Regions from separate parts of the Mus musculus genome. Here region 1 is linked to region 2. The links are chromatin contacts, called in public HiChIP or PLAC-seq maps. All regions are on one chromosome and are shown on one strand. The core of a region is the stretch at or near the end of the contact, and the rest is flanking DNA. Distances in the headings are between cores, read along the strand shown.

Region 1 (2,882 bases), core at 57-2,556, 100 kb before region 2:
CCTGTGCTGGTGGGATCTGGCCTCCTGGCCTGTGCTGGTGGGATCTGGCCTCCTGGCCTGTGTTGGTGGGATCTGGCCTCCTGGCCTGTGCTGGTGGGATCTGGCCTCCTGGCCTGTGCTGGTGGGATCTGGCCTCCTGGCCTGTGCTGGTGGCATCTGGCCTCCTGGCCTGGCTTCTTTCCCACTTCTGTTGGGCCTCCTCAGTGGAATGTCTGATGTGTTTCCCAGGTTTTCTAGATGGACACTTTTTGTTTGTTTTTATAGCCCTGGGGTTTGAACCCTGGGTACTCTACATGCTAGGCCACTACTCTACCACCAACTTATATATCCCAGCCCCACTTTAAGTTTATGACAGGGTCTCATTAAAGTTCCCAGGCTAGCTATTCTAGTTTACTTTCTGTTACTGTGATAATACATTAGAAAGTACATAATATAAAATAAGCCAGGGTTTATTTCATTGTATTTCATCCTCTGAGTAGCTGACAGGGAAACAAATATTATATAATTTGTTATAATTTATATATTGGAGCCTGTGATTTACTTTGCGCATGCGTGCTCTCTGTGTGTGAAGATCAGCACTTAGACTGGGGTTTTGCCTGAGGACTGTCAGTTGTTCCAATTATTTGTTGAAAAGGTGGTCTTTCCCTCTTGGAATTGTTTTGAACCTCTGTCTAAAAGTCGGCAGGTTTGCTGTGCATGGGAACTCCTGCAACTGTTCCAACAGGGTCTGCAGCTCTTTCCCCACCAGGTTGTTGTCATTAGTATAGGGTGATCTCAGAGCACAGTCCCCTGAGGTCCTTTTGTCTGGTTCGGTTCTCAGAGGGTAGTCTCCTCAGACCAAGAGTTGTTCATATCTCTGATTTGTCCTGATAACAGTTCTAGGTCTCTACATACAAGAAGGAGAATGACGGCCGGGCAGTGGTGGCGCATGCCTTTAATCCCAGCACTTGGGAGGCAGAGACAGGCAGATTTCTGAGTTCGAGGCCAGCCTGGTCTACGGAGTGAGTTCCAGGACAGTCAAGGCTATACAGAGAAACCCTGTCTCGAAAAACCAAAAAAAAAAAAAAAAAAAAAAAACGGAGGAGAATGAGCAGTAAGCACGGTTTCCTACAGAAGAGCTCCCTGAGTTGATGACCCACAAATGTTGCATGTTCTGTCCTTGGGTTTTCAATTGTTCTTTGAAGCTGCAATGCCTGGTTAAGGGGGTGTGTAATATTCACTTCCTCACCTGCCTTTACAAGGAAGCCAAGCTGCCCTAAGGGAAGGTGACCTTCCTCAGCCTACCCCAGAGTAAGGGGTGTGGCTTTTAGAATAATAAACAGCTGGAAGCTGGAGCTGAGGCAGGAAGTACTGCAGGACTTCCAGGCAGGCAGAGATGCTGAGGGAAACAGGAGGAAGAAGAATGGAGGCTCGGCTGGAGTTGAGCAGAGCTGGAGTCCGGCTCTGAGGAACCATGTGGAGAGATGAAATGGCGGAGAATTGGACACTAGCTGAGAGACTGAGTCAGCAAAAAAAATAAATAAATAAAAATTAAAATCCCAATGCCTTTAAACTATACAGATGTCTCCACGCCTTAACTGAACCTCAAGCAGGAGCCTTAAAAACCTGGCAAACATTGAAATCACATCCTCAGGCCAGGGCTAGAGGGTCAGGGAATACTTTCAGTTACTCTGTCCCCTTTCCCCATCAGTGTGAATTATTTTATCAGATGGTCACATAGTTGCATTCCTTGAGAAGTTAAGAGGTAGCTAGTTAAAGGCCAGTATACGTGTGGTCTGGAGACATGGCCCAGTGGTTAAAGAGCGCTGGCTGTTCTTGCAAAGGACCCAGGTTCTATTCTTGCTTTGTTTTGTTTGTTGTTTTTGTTTTTGTTTTTGTTTTTGTTTCAAGACAGGGTTTCTCTGTGTAGCCCTGGCTGTCCTGGAACTCACTTTGTAGACCAGGCTGGCCTCGAACTTAGAAATCTGCCTGCCTCTGCCTTGCACCAGGGTCTATTCTTAACAGCCCTGTGGTGCTAACCATCTGTAACTCCAAGGCATTTGAGGCACTCTTCTGACCCCCATAGGCACAAGCATATTGCACGTAGACATACACGCAAACAAACACCTACACACAAAAGCAACAACTGAGGAGGAGGTGGAAGAGGAAAATGAAGAAGATCACAACAAAACTTACTAAGATCCTTGGGCCATTAGCCATGATAGGAGTTCCTGGCTTGTACCTGTGACCTTGATCCAGGCTCACATTGTCACAAGTTCTGAGATCCTCAGGCCACATTTGGACCAACCTTGGGGCATCATTACTGCACCAGCTGCTTTGCTTAGTTTTGTGTATGGCTGCAGTTCTCCCAGCTCAGGAGCTGATCTTTGAGACTCGTAACACTCTAATGAATGAATGCACGAACGAATGAATGAATGAGTGAACCATTTCCTCAGTGTGCCAAGTTCCCACCTGAGTATCCTGAATGGGATCCTTGCAGCCAAAGTTATAAGCTCGGAACTCGCCTCCGGTCAAGGCAGCAAGCTCCTTCAAGAACTCGTTCGCAACCTCATCGTTGTAACTGAAGGAGATGGCACAGATGGGGATGTTCTGAAAGAGTTTGACGTGGTCCATCACCATTTCTGGTGGCTGAAAAGATAACAAGGAGAATTTGAAGCCCTCTTCTGGCCCCCATACGTATCAGGCATGCATGTGGCAAACAGACATACATGCAGACAAACACCTATGCACAAAAGCAGTAATACAACATGTTTTTGGAAAGGGTAAAAGAGAAAGACAAATGATATAGTGTAAAAAAATAAATTCTTAGTATTTTCCACAGGTGGTCAAATTCTGAGATAGGAGTTGCTCACACAGTGTGTGATGTTTTTGTCAATATGTTA
Region 2 (2,961 bases), core at 186-2,685:
CTCAGACCAGGCTTGACCTTGTGGCATTCTTTGCTGCAGCCTCCTGAGTGCTGGGATTACAAGTATATATACCACCACCTCTGGTTGTCCGCAGTCCTAAAAACTTGGAGTTGTCCATCGAGCCATTGAGTGCCAGGGACAGGCAAAGCTCCCAGGACAGCAGGAAGATTAAGATGGATAAGACCTTTCATCCCAACACTTAGGAAACTGAGGCAGGAGGACTGGGATCACGCTAAGAGCCCTTCTTTGTCGGCTGCTATGCACCTGCCCATAGTGAGAAGCCAAGAACAATCCAGTCACTGTTCTTACAAGCCCTGGACCAGAGTCTAACTTAGACTCTATTAATTCAATTTGGATCCTTGGTAAACGTATGATCAACACCTCCAATCTTCATCCTTGCTAGTTTCTAAAAAAAGAAATCTGTGCATGGGGGAGGGAGGGAGGGAGTAGTATGGAGGGGTAGGAGATGGGGAGGTATGTTGTGGGAGTTCTGAACTCTGATTCTTCTGGGAAGAAAGGAAGCTGGGATGAAGTTCCCTGATGTATCCTGTTACAATTCTTAACAGTCTTATTCTTTCTATCCTTAAAAGGCAAAGCTAGGCTAAGAGCATCGCCTCAGATAAACGTGGGCAGGGTTAAGGGATTGAAATGGTCTGTGGGACACACTGTTGAGAACAGGACCAAGAATTGAAAACTGGGCTCGTGGGGTGGGGGTGGGGCTGTTAGGTCATCGCCGAGAAGAAAAGAAATGGAGAACTTCTGAGAAGATTAGAAGAACAACTACATGAGGTTAAAAGTCCATATTAGAAAGTGAAAGTGATGTGAATGCCCCCAAAAACCAAGAGGCAAGCAGAGGCTTTCTCCAGACTCAAACCTTTCACTCAAGAAGATCGCTTTGAGTTTGGATTGTTAAGTTTTGATCATTGCTTCTCAGAAATGAGTTTCTAATATACTGATCAGTATGCTATGTCCTCTGACTAACTTTGGCCTCTGGATAGACAAGCATTAGGGAGCTGAGCTTCTGCAAAGAGTGGGGGTGGGGGGAGAGCCCTGGGTAAGAAGGGCTCGCACACGTCTGCGACTTTGACTCTGAAATCCAGCTCTCAAGTGGGTGCGGCCTGGCCACTGCCCTTTCCCAGCAGAAGCGAGGTCCAGCTCGGAAATTACAAACTTGTTTTTTCCCTCACACAACCAGTTGGAAACCTGGAAGATCTGGTCTAGAAGGATGGTATCCCCCACTTAGTAAGTAATCTGTCAGTTGCGAGGCCAGGCGGCTTGCGTGCGTCAGCGACCCTCCCACCCTCCAGGGCCTCACTAACCAGAGCAGGAGGTGGGCGCGGCCAGCATCCCACTGCTGGACAAGGCTGTGACTCCCCCTGATGCTGGCGAAGGGTCCCCGCCTCGGGCACAGAGTTGCGGGAGTCCAGTTTCTGTTGACAACCACATCGCTGCAGTTGCTAAGACACCGCCAATCACAGCGTGGCTCGGGATCCGGCCCCGCCCACCAATGAGCCCCTCAGAGGGAGTAAAGAGATGATGGGGACTGCGAAGAAACTGGATGTTGGTGTTGCAAAACCAATTTGGTCCACCCGGAAAGAGAGCAGCCTAAGGCTCGTCCTCTGCGCCTGACCCTGGGAAAGTTGACAGCGGCAAATATTAGAGATTAGGTTAACAAATATTCAGATGGGCAGAAAAGCAGACGACTGCCCGCTGAAGGAAGCCTGTTCTCTCGATTTACTTCCGGCAGATTACCGCAGCCCGCGCCTTTTGTTTTGATTTCTCCCTCGGTATTATAAAGAGATCCTTTCTTCATTGCGTCTTTAAGGGAAGGAAACCTAGAGTTGGAGCGGTTCGTTACAGGTGCTCAGCTAGAAGGGGTGGTCAGATGAGCGTTCACAGTTTTGCCAGATTGTAACTTTGGACACAAGAGCTGCCAGGATCAAAAAAAAAAAAAAAAAAAAAAAAAAAAAAAGATTGTGAATAAAACCTCCTGGAGAGGAGGGGGGAGGGAAGCTGTGTCCGCAGAGACTGATTTTGACTGATTAGAATTTCAGTTCTGCAGAGAGGTTAGAATGTTGCTGTTCTGAAGGCTAATTGCCTTATCTTGGGCCAGTTCTAACCCCTCTTGGAGAGCCATTCCTTGCCCACTTCTGTGACCAAACTAACCTCTTGTGACTAAAAGATAGACGGACAACTAGCCTCCACCAATCCAAAGGCTAAGAATGTCCCACAGCATCTTGAAAAGCTTTCCCCACTCTCACCGTGCCTGCTTCTCTGGTGTGCCCTCCAAGGTACTTTAAATTTATCATGATTTGTGACTTTCTTTGTTCTATGAAAAGTTCATGAAACTGCTTCCACGTTGGAACATGGAGTTTGGGGTAAACTAAATCTGTGTTGTACAGGGCCACAGCTATTCAAAATGGCTCCAGAACAGGCTTGCTTATACCCTCTAAGCTGAGAGCTGTGGTTTTTGCAAATCTACAGGTAGTACTCCTATAGGGATTCGGTACTGCACTCTACCTAATGCTTATTTAGTCTTGCCTTACAAGCATACAGATGGCTCAAAATGCAAACCTGCCATTCTTCAAGCAATCACACTCACACAAAAATGTGCTTATGAAAATCTATAAGTAAAAGATTCTATAAGGGCTGGAGAGATGGCTCAGAGGTTGAGAGCACTGATTATTTTTTCAAAGGTCCCGAGTTCGATTTCCAGCACCCACATGGTGGCTAACATCTATAATGAGATCTGATGCCCTCTTCTGAAGTGCAGGCAGAACACTGTGTACATAATAAATAAATAAATAAATAAATAAATCTTTTTTTTAAAAGAGTCTAGAGTAAGCCACATGAAGCAAACCAATAAGCAGCATCCTTCCGTGGCCTCTGCATCAGCTCCTGCCTTTGCATCGGCTCCTGCCTCCAGCTTCCAGACCTGCTTGAGTTCCTGTCCTGACTTCC

Evidence for each region. HiChIP or PLAC-seq counts read pairs in DNA pulled down with a chosen protein or histone mark.
Region 1: an H3K27ac HiChIP or PLAC-seq map of embryonic stem cells shows a contact between it and region 2, with 2.2 times the contacts expected there. The contact joins the enhancer-like site here to the promoter of Vwa3b in region 2. A contact is called at or near these places in 3 of 39 promoter capture datasets (embryonic stem cells, hippocampal neurons and liver), 6 of 484 Hi-C or Micro-C datasets (8-cell embryo, cortical neurons, embryonic stem cells and 3 more), 4 of 115 datasets of contacts at active chromatin or transcription factors (bone marrow-derived dendritic cells and embryonic stem cells) and 3 of 9 other capture datasets (adipose tissue, liver and pancreatic islet).

What each region holds. Positions count from the first base shown.
Region 1 is chr1:37,128,630-37,131,511 of GRCm38.p6, reverse strand. Vwa3b (von Willebrand factor A domain containing 3B) reads right to left here. Exons shown (of 28, transcript NM_001370828.1): 14 at 2,452-2,628. Among named protein-coding and RNA genes, the nearest start is that of Gm37020, 20 kb to the left of the region's middle. Within about 2 kb of position 1,306, at least 11 of the 459 cell types and tissues checked have an H3K27ac peak or open chromatin away from gene starts, as enhancers often do. A contact at or near this core is called in 8-cell embryo and embryonic stem cells, where this site is marked.
Region 2 is chr1:37,027,787-37,030,747 of GRCm38.p6, reverse strand. Vwa3b (von Willebrand factor A domain containing 3B) reads right to left here and starts at 1,435. Exons shown (of 28, transcript NM_001370828.1): 1 at 1,320-1,435.